3 separate regions of the Mus musculus genome follow, and all the other regions are linked to region 1. The links are chromatin contacts, called in public Hi-C maps. All regions are on one chromosome and are shown on one strand. The core of a region is the stretch at or near the end of the contact, and the rest is flanking DNA. Distances in the headings are between cores, read along the strand shown.

Region 1 (2,700 bases), core at 1-2,500:
CTGGCCACTAGAACAGAGCAAGGACATTGCTGCCCATTCACCTCCACGAAAAGCAAAAGCAAAACAAGAGCATCCATTGTTCAAATGTGCTCTGTACTGCTGTCTCAACTAGCCAGCCCCACAGAAGAGACCTGCACCCCTAGAGGTATTTGAGACACATTCACCATATTGGGAAGACATAGATACCAAATGTCTGCTGAACCTGTGAGTGGGTGTGTAAGTAGTTACTGGGGCCCTCAGATGGAGAGGGCTCTTCTGACCTGTCCCACCCTTAACATGCAGAGCTGGCCCCTGGTTATTGGCCCATGACAGATCACATAACTTCCCACTGTCCAGCTCAAAGCTGAGGCTCACTATGAGGCTTCCCCAAATAAAGATGTGACTAGAAGTATAGAGGCATCTGAGAGCTCAGAGCTCTTAGAGTTGTGAAGTTCTGGCATTCAGGTCTCATTGGCTGGGGCAAAAGGAAAAGCCAAATGTCAGGCATTAAGGATTCCACACCACTTAACTTGGCAGCTGGGAGGAAAAGAAGGCTCTGCCAGTTTGTGTGCACACAGGCCAGTGTCCTGACTGGGAGGCCAGGGCAGCAGGGTAGAGTCTAAGGACAGACTGCTCTGGTGGCCAGGGTTCCTGGCACAGGTAGTGAGGTCCAAGAGTCCTTCTGGCATGTTTTGATTGTTGCAAAGCAGGGTCTGGTTTACAGACCCAGTAAAGCACCCCAGCACAGGAGGCTTCACCCACCACAAGCAAATCCCCAGTCGACTGGCCACAGCATACCCAGGGTCCTGGGCACACAATAGGAGTACCTACAACCCTGAGGCCCTTTTCCATCTCCATTGTACCCTCCTGCTCCTCTCCCATTTTCCATCTCACCTCCTTCTGCACACAATAGGGCCACAAGAAGGATGAACACACAGGTCCTTGTAGCATGAGAACTGTCCATCCTTGGAGAAAGGGTACACAGATAAAACCTTGGAAGTTGGAGCCAGTTAATAAATCACCAATCACATCCCTGGGCTCTCACAGAGCTCAGGCATCCAATCTTCCCTCCCTCCAACCCCCACACAGCTTTCACCAAGGAATACATGTCTGTCTACTTCTCTCACCCACCACCCACCCAGCGTTTCCTTCATAATCCCACACTCCCACCACAGCCCTATCCTGAGGGCTCTTCCCTTTGTCACCTAGCAGCTCCCTCCTGACACCAGTCCTTACTTCCTCCCGGACCAGGTTGCAGGCACAGTGGAAAGGTCAATCAGATGTGGACTGAAGTACTTTACTCTTTCCCCAGCTCCTCCCAGCTGGATTCCTGAAAAGGGAGGGGCTTCAGTACTTACTTCCTTCTGACCATCATGTTTATTTTGTAAGAGATAGCATGGTTTGTTGGTGACCTAGTCAGCTAGATTTATATCAGTTGGTGAGGGACAACCACTCAGTTGGGGCGGGACCATTATTCAGGAGGACTAGGATGTCAGAAGAGCAGGGGCCACAGGTGACTTGTGCTTGCCATTCAGAAAGCAAGGTAAGGGGGCAAATGTTTGTGAACCTACAACCTCTCATGCCTTTCTCACAGCGGCTGGCTCCTTTCTATTCACTTCTATAAGATTCGGGATGCACTTTAGACTTTCCTCTTAGGTCAGATGTTAGGCACGTCTGATTAGGTTCTCTCCTATCTTTTACAAGCCCTAGGCAGAGGGGAGAGGAAGCCAGAGAAACGGGCAGTTTACATTGTTGGAACTAAAGTCCACAGATTCTTTCTCATTATTTTTTCCTTTTAGTCTTGAAGGCTGGGTTTGAGAGATGAGAGATGGCTTGCAGATACTTTGGTACCTGTTGGAGTGGCTAGATCACGGCACAAAGCCCCTCTCTGATGGATATTAGAGCAGGGTGGGGGGAAGAGATTTAACTATAATTTGACTTCTAAGTTACAACAATAGTGGGCCGATGATGTCCAGATAGCTTCCTTACCAAGAATAAAAAGACTAGTGAGAAATAGTTGTCTAAATAATATCACAGATGGATTCAAATCTAATGTATAGGGAGTGTGATCTCCTGAATTGTTTAAAAAGAATATACCTTACTTTTAAAAAGAATTATGTTTTCACCATATGTAATAGCATTCATATTCTCATGTGCTTTTAAATTTTTAAAATATTTTTAAATTAAGCTGTTACATCATTTCCCCCTTCCTTTCCTCCCATATAACCCACTTGGACTCCCAAATTTTATTTTATTGTTGTTATCCCCAAACAAAAACACTTGAACACATATGTTCCTGACTATATAAATACAAGGTGCTCAGGCTGTATAATGTTAGTTGTAGGAATCTGATTTCAGAGCTGAGTACTTGGCCTTAGTTTGGGAGCTCTTCCCCATGGAAGACTGTTTAACTCTCACAATTACTTTTTGGTACCTGCAGTTCTTTGTCTAAGGCTGGGACCTACAAGGTTTACCCTTCTGTGATAGCGGGTCTGTCTGTTTTTGTTATCTGGAGCCAAGTCTTGTTTAGGCAGCCATGCTGTCAAGATTTCATAGGTATGAGAACACTTCCTACTTGTCAGGGTCAAAGGGACTGCCACTCTCCCAAATTCTGGCACCCATTTCCTTCTTTCCCAAACCAGTCATTCATCATTGCTATCAGAAGGGACAAGTGGCACTCTGTGGTACCTACTGGCATACCAAGACAGGCCCTGGCCTTCA
Region 2 (2,700 bases), core at 99-2,598, 180 kb before region 1:
GGGCCAAGAAGTGGGAGTGGGTGGGTAGGGAAGCAGGGTGGGGGAAGGCTATAGGAAACTTTCAGGATAGCATTTGAAATGTAAATAAAGTTAATATCTAATAAAAAAATCAAAAGAAAAGAAAAGAAAATGCCAATACTACTTGCCAAGATATTCTTAAATACCACCATTCTAAGTCACTTTCAGGATATGTTCACCTTTGTACAGGCACCAGAGCAAGCCATGCCATTGGCTTGGCGATTGGTGCCACCCTTCAGAGTGCGGGCTTAAGTAACTCTCAAAAGAGTTGTTTTAATTGTAAACTGCCTGGCCACTGTCTGTGAGAATGTCCCCATCCCTGCCAGAGTCGGAGACCTCCCCTCGAGGGCCAGGGAGACACTCCTCCCTCATGGCCACCACCGACCACCCTGTGTCCCCATTGCCACAGGGGCCGACATTGGGCCAATGAGTGTAGATCCAAAACAGACAGCCAGGGTCATCCCATACTGCCACTGCATTCGGTAAACTTCCTGGGTGGGGGGCAGTCTCTAGCCTCCATCTCCTTCAGGACAAGCCCTGGGGTGATAGAGTTTGTACCCCAGGAGATTTCTCATCACACACCCAGTCTGTTGCCCAACTCTGGTGAGCTACAAAAAACAGCCCAGGATTGGACCTCTGTGCCACCTCCATCACAATACTGACCTCTGAAGCGGTCATTCAGGCTGTGCCTACAGACATACATGGCCCCCTATCCCCAAATACCTTTGGCATAGTCCTGGGAAGAGCTTCACTTTACTTAAAGGGACTCCAGATCATACCTGGAGTTATAGACCATGACCATCAGGGAGAAATTCAGATTCTTGCAAGTACCACAGGTGGTGCTGTGTTTATACCAACACAACAGACCATTGCCCAACTGTTGCTGTTTCCCAGGGTCTCTACTACAAATCCCTACCATAAAGACACCAGGGCCCCAGGTGAGAGGGGAATAGCAGAGGCCTTTTGGGCCCAAAAGATTACTTCCTCTCGCCCCATGCTTACCTTGACATTTCAGGACTTTTAGACTTGGGAGCTGATCCGACATTTCGACAGGCTTTGACCAGCTTCCTGGTTGCTGACTGATCCAGCCACCCATTTACAGGGGATTGGGCATTCTAAAAACCCTCAAGTCAGCCCTCAGACCCTTAGGTAGACAGATCAAGAAGGAAATTCAGGCACAGTAGTCCCATACGTGATTCCCGATTTACCAGTCAATATCTGGGTGAGAGATATCTCTCCCAAATGAATGTTTTCATGTGCAGCCCCAATGAAGCAGTGACAAAACAAATGCCGGTCCAGGGATTCCTGCCAGGACAAGGATTAGGAAAACAAGCACAGGGCATAAAAGAATCATTGACTGTGGTACAGAAATCCGACTGGCGAGGTTTGGGATCTCAGTCTCAGCCTTTTCCATAATGGCCATGGTCATGCCTACTCCCCAGACTCACGCAGAGAAAATTTCCTGGAAAGACACTGCCCCCATCTGGGTTGATCAGTAGTCACTAACTAAAGAGAAACTGGCAGCTGCAAAACAGTTAGTGCAGGAAAAATTAGTAGCTGGTCACATTGAGCCATCTTCCTCCCCCTGGAACACCCCAATTTTTGTTATTAAGAACCTTCTTAGAATTGGGAACAAAACACCCATGGGAGGAGTTACAGAGACAAAGTTTGGAGCTGAGACGAAAGGATGGACCATCTAGAAACTGTTATATCCAGGGATCCATCCCATAATCAGCTTCTAAACGCTGACACCATTGCATACACTAGCAAGATTTTGCTGAAAGGACCCAGATATAGCTGTCTCTTGTGAGAGTATGCCGGGGCCTAGCAAACACAGAAGTGGATGCTCACAGTCAGCTATTGGATGGATCACAGGGCCCCCAAGGAGAAAGTACCCAAGGAGCTAAAGGGGTCTGCAACCCTATAGGTGGAACAACAATATGAACTAACCAGTACCCCCCAGAGCTCGTGTCTCTAGCTGCATATGAATCAGAAGAAGGCCTAGTTGGCCATCAGTGGAAAGAGAGGCCCATTGGTGATGCAAACTTTATATGCCTCAGTACAGGGGAACGCCAGGGCCAAGAAATGCGGGTGGGTGGGTGGGGGAGCATGTGAGGGACTTTTGGGATAGCATTGGAAATGTAAATGAAATAAATACCTAATAAAAAAATAATACCTAAAAAAAAAGAAAAAGTCTGGCAAGTGGAGACTCTTACAAGATCTCTGTGCTGTTAACAAAGTGATGAAACTTTGATCCCATCACTTGATGGGAACTCTGTAACTGGACCCTCCATCTTTTACAGAAACTGCTCATACCTTTACCTCAAAAACTTTATTTGCTCCCATAGCCAATCCTCCCTTGCCTCCATTCAGACCAAAAACCTTATCCTCACTTTAGTGAATTAGACCTTCCTTATGCTCAATGCCACCTCCCCTAACCTTGTTGATAATTGCTGGCTGTGTTACTATTCCTAACCACCTTTTTATGAAGGCATTGCTGTTCCTGGCTGTTTTACCCCTACAAATAATTCCCACCATTGCTGCTGGTAACCTGGAGTGTGGAATGGTTTATCCCTCTCCCAGGTCTTGGGATTGGACCTCTGTGTGACTGACTCATAATACACCTACTTCACAGTATGCCCATCTTTGTAATGTTACCCTTGCACCTGATATTAGTAGCCA
Region 3 (2,700 bases), core at 133-2,632, 210 kb before region 1:
TCTACTTGCATACCATTCTAGGTACATACAAAGAATGTGATTAGTTTTAAGACATAAAAATGATAGTCAAGAACAAATAAGACAACAATCAAAGTCTCATGGTATTCAGGGATGTATCGAGATGATCAAGATCTTGAGCCTATTTCCTTGTCCTAGCCAAATGTCAAATTCTTGCCAACATTCTTAAGTAGCACAAAGAGCTCTCCACAATTTGGAATTAGACTTCCAATTTTAGTAGGGTTGAAATGAGTTTTAAGTTCCCAAGACCTCTCTGGGAAGGGAGGACTCCTATTAGGCTGAAGGAGATACGTATGTGGGTAAGTGTCATCGTGGTTGGCAAATCAAAATGTGAATGATATGGGCCAACTCACCCAGTGATACAGCAGTCAGCTGTCTACAAGCAGCAAAGGGAAAAGTCCTATGGTAAAACTACAAGCTGTTCATGTAACATGGGAACCAAGAGAGAATAATTTATCAATGACCAGGAAACAAAAGCCAAAGTCAGTGACCAGCATTACCTGAAAGTTCTTTGATTAGCAGTACCTATCAAGATGCGTGAGGCAAGCACATGAGTCAAAGTGAGCACTAAGGAAGTAAGTCAGAGATGGACAGGGAGAGGGTTTACAGTGTGATTATTCCCAGTTGAGCAAGTAGTGAGTGATTATTTCCTGGCTAGGCTGGGGAGCCATTGGCTTCACCTTGCTGTGTCTGAAATATTAATTCATCTCAATAAAATTACCCTAATCTTTGCCTATTTCTAGCTCTAATTCTTATTTTTAAAAAGCCCCCTCCCAAGACTCCTCACAGTGTCTTCCTTTGGCTCCTTTCCATAGTGGGAGTCTTACTTGCTCTTGTCTTGGTAATGTTTGCTTTCTCTCTTCACCCACTCATGTGTCCACATCCTTAATCATTATAGATGTGTGACAAAGAACTACAAAGCGTTTGTCTCAGTTTGATTTTTGATGACTGTTGATGACTTAGTACCTGGGTCAAGCAGATCTGGGCTGAGAAAGGCCTTGTCCATCTCAAATACCTGCCTCACCTGAAAAAGACTCAGGTGGCACTTACATGTTGAGGGACCATAAGGTCTTTTTCCAGTCCCTCACCCCCTTTATAGCTTTTCCCTCTCACTTGGGGTTAAGGATAGACCAAGTTCCATTCTCCACCCCCAGGAACATCCTTGAGTAAAAACAAGTCTCAGAAAAGCCACAGGATGTACTGACTAATAGTTACCTGACCCTCTGAAAAGTCCCAGGTAAAGTTCAAATGTGTGTCATGATCTGCCCATGCTTACTAGCCAATAGATTTAAAAGTCAATATGTGCTGGAGCAGCGGCATGGGAGAGTAGGACAGAAGCCTGGGACTGTGGATGGTGCCTTAGTGTACCGGGTGCGGTGACAACATGCAGCTGAGCAGCTACTAGGGTGTCCCGAGCTCGCCAAGTGCCCAGCTCCAAGTTGTGCCAGCGACCTCACGGGGCCCGGAAGCAGGACACCTTCGAGTGATTATCAAGAGGTGCTTAGCCTTCCAGGTAAGTGCTGTAAGAAGCAAAAACCATCAGGAGTAAAAGAAACTTGAAAACCAGAGACCATCCAAAGATATCAACAAAAGAAACTGCTGGAATCAAAGGAGAGAAAGGCCGTGTGTACCTGGAGGTCCACTTCCAATAACAAGGTAGGACTATATATAACTCATGCAGCTTGGAAAAACTTCAATTGTGTACCAGCTTCCCCTCTATTTATAAGACAAATCTCCCCCACAGCACATAACCTTTAAAGACTGTTTTTATGCAAATTGAAGCACTAATGTCTTGGCTCAGCACATTTTTGGATCCCTTTGGGGTATTTATTTTTGGCAAAGGGGAGCAAGCCTAGCTGCACTGGCCAGTAACCAACAGTTGGTCCACTCAGGACTCCAGGAGGGCTTTCAGTTGCATGAAAATGGAAAATTAAAAATAAATAAATAGCTCTTGTATCCCGGGTTCCAAAGAGACCAGTCTGCACAGGAGAGCATGCGGGTGGCAGAAGAAACATAACTTCTGGGACAGGGTCCCTGTCGAGCCTACATCTTCAGCCGGGAAGGAGAGCTGAGCTCCAGACCTCTGCGCACTTGCCTGCAGAGAGTACTCTGACCACTGAGACTCAGGAGAGAGTTGGATTTTCAGGAGTGCTGACTGAGGCTAACAGACTCACAAGAGGAACAAGCTCCAGCCAGGGAAAGCTATAACAACTAAGGCCAGAGATTACCAGATGGCAAAAGGCAAACACAACAATCTTACTAACAGAAACCAAGACCACTCAGCATCATCAGAACCCAACACTCCCAACACAGCGATTTTTGGATACTTCAATACACCTGAAAATCAAGATTCAGATTTAAAAACATATCTCATGATGCTGGTAGAAATTTTTAAGATAGACATTAATAACTCACTTAAAGAAATACAGGAGAACATGGATAAACAGGTAGAAGGCCTCAATGAGGAAGCACAAAATTCCCTTAAAGAATTACAGGAAAACACTGCTAAACAGGTAGAAGTCCTTAAAGAAGAAACACAAAAATCCCTTAAAGAATTACAGGAAAACACAACAAAACAGGTGATGATGTTGAACAAAACCATTCAAGATCTAAAAAATGGAAGTAGAAACAATGAAGAAAACCCAAAGGGAGACAACTCTGGATATAGAAACCCTAGAAAAG

The links. A called contact is a pair of places that touch in the nucleus more often than the background predicts.
Region 2: a contact with region 1 is called in a Hi-C map of liver, with 2.4 times the contacts expected there. The contact joins the enhancer-like site here to the promoter of Ly6g2 in region 1. A contact is called at or near these places in 3 of 39 promoter capture datasets (the 3T3-L1 cell line and liver), 1 of 484 Hi-C or Micro-C datasets (liver) and 1 of 115 datasets of contacts at active chromatin or transcription factors (extraembryonic endoderm stem cells).
Region 3: a contact with region 1 is called in a Hi-C map of liver, with 3 times the contacts expected there. The contact joins the enhancer-like site here to the promoter of Ly6g2 in region 1. A contact is called at or near these places in 5 of 39 promoter capture datasets (the 3T3-L1 cell line, embryonic stem cells, liver and 1 more), 1 of 484 Hi-C or Micro-C datasets (liver) and 1 of 115 datasets of contacts at active chromatin or transcription factors (kidney).

What each region holds. Positions count from the first base shown.
Region 1 is chr15:75,214,928-75,217,627 of GRCm38.p6, reverse strand. It overlaps Ly6g2 (lymphocyte antigen 6 complex, locus G2), which reads right to left and starts at 1,250. Exons shown (of 5, transcript NM_001371105.1): 1 at 1,216-1,250; 2 at 874-944. The coding sequence starts at 943.
Region 2 is chr15:75,395,044-75,397,743 of GRCm38.p6, reverse strand. No RefSeq gene overlaps it. Among named protein-coding and RNA genes, the nearest start is that of Gm28114, 3.5 kb to the right of the region's middle. Within about 2 kb of position 1,348, at least 3 of the 459 cell types and tissues checked have an H3K27ac peak or open chromatin away from gene starts, as enhancers often do. A contact at or near this core is called in liver, where this site is marked.
Region 3 is chr15:75,422,078-75,424,777 of GRCm38.p6, reverse strand. No RefSeq gene overlaps it. Among named protein-coding and RNA genes, the nearest start is that of Ly6l, 26 kb to the left of the region's middle. Within about 2 kb of position 1,382, at least 5 of the 459 cell types and tissues checked have an H3K27ac peak or open chromatin away from gene starts, as enhancers often do. A contact at or near this core is called in liver, where this site is marked.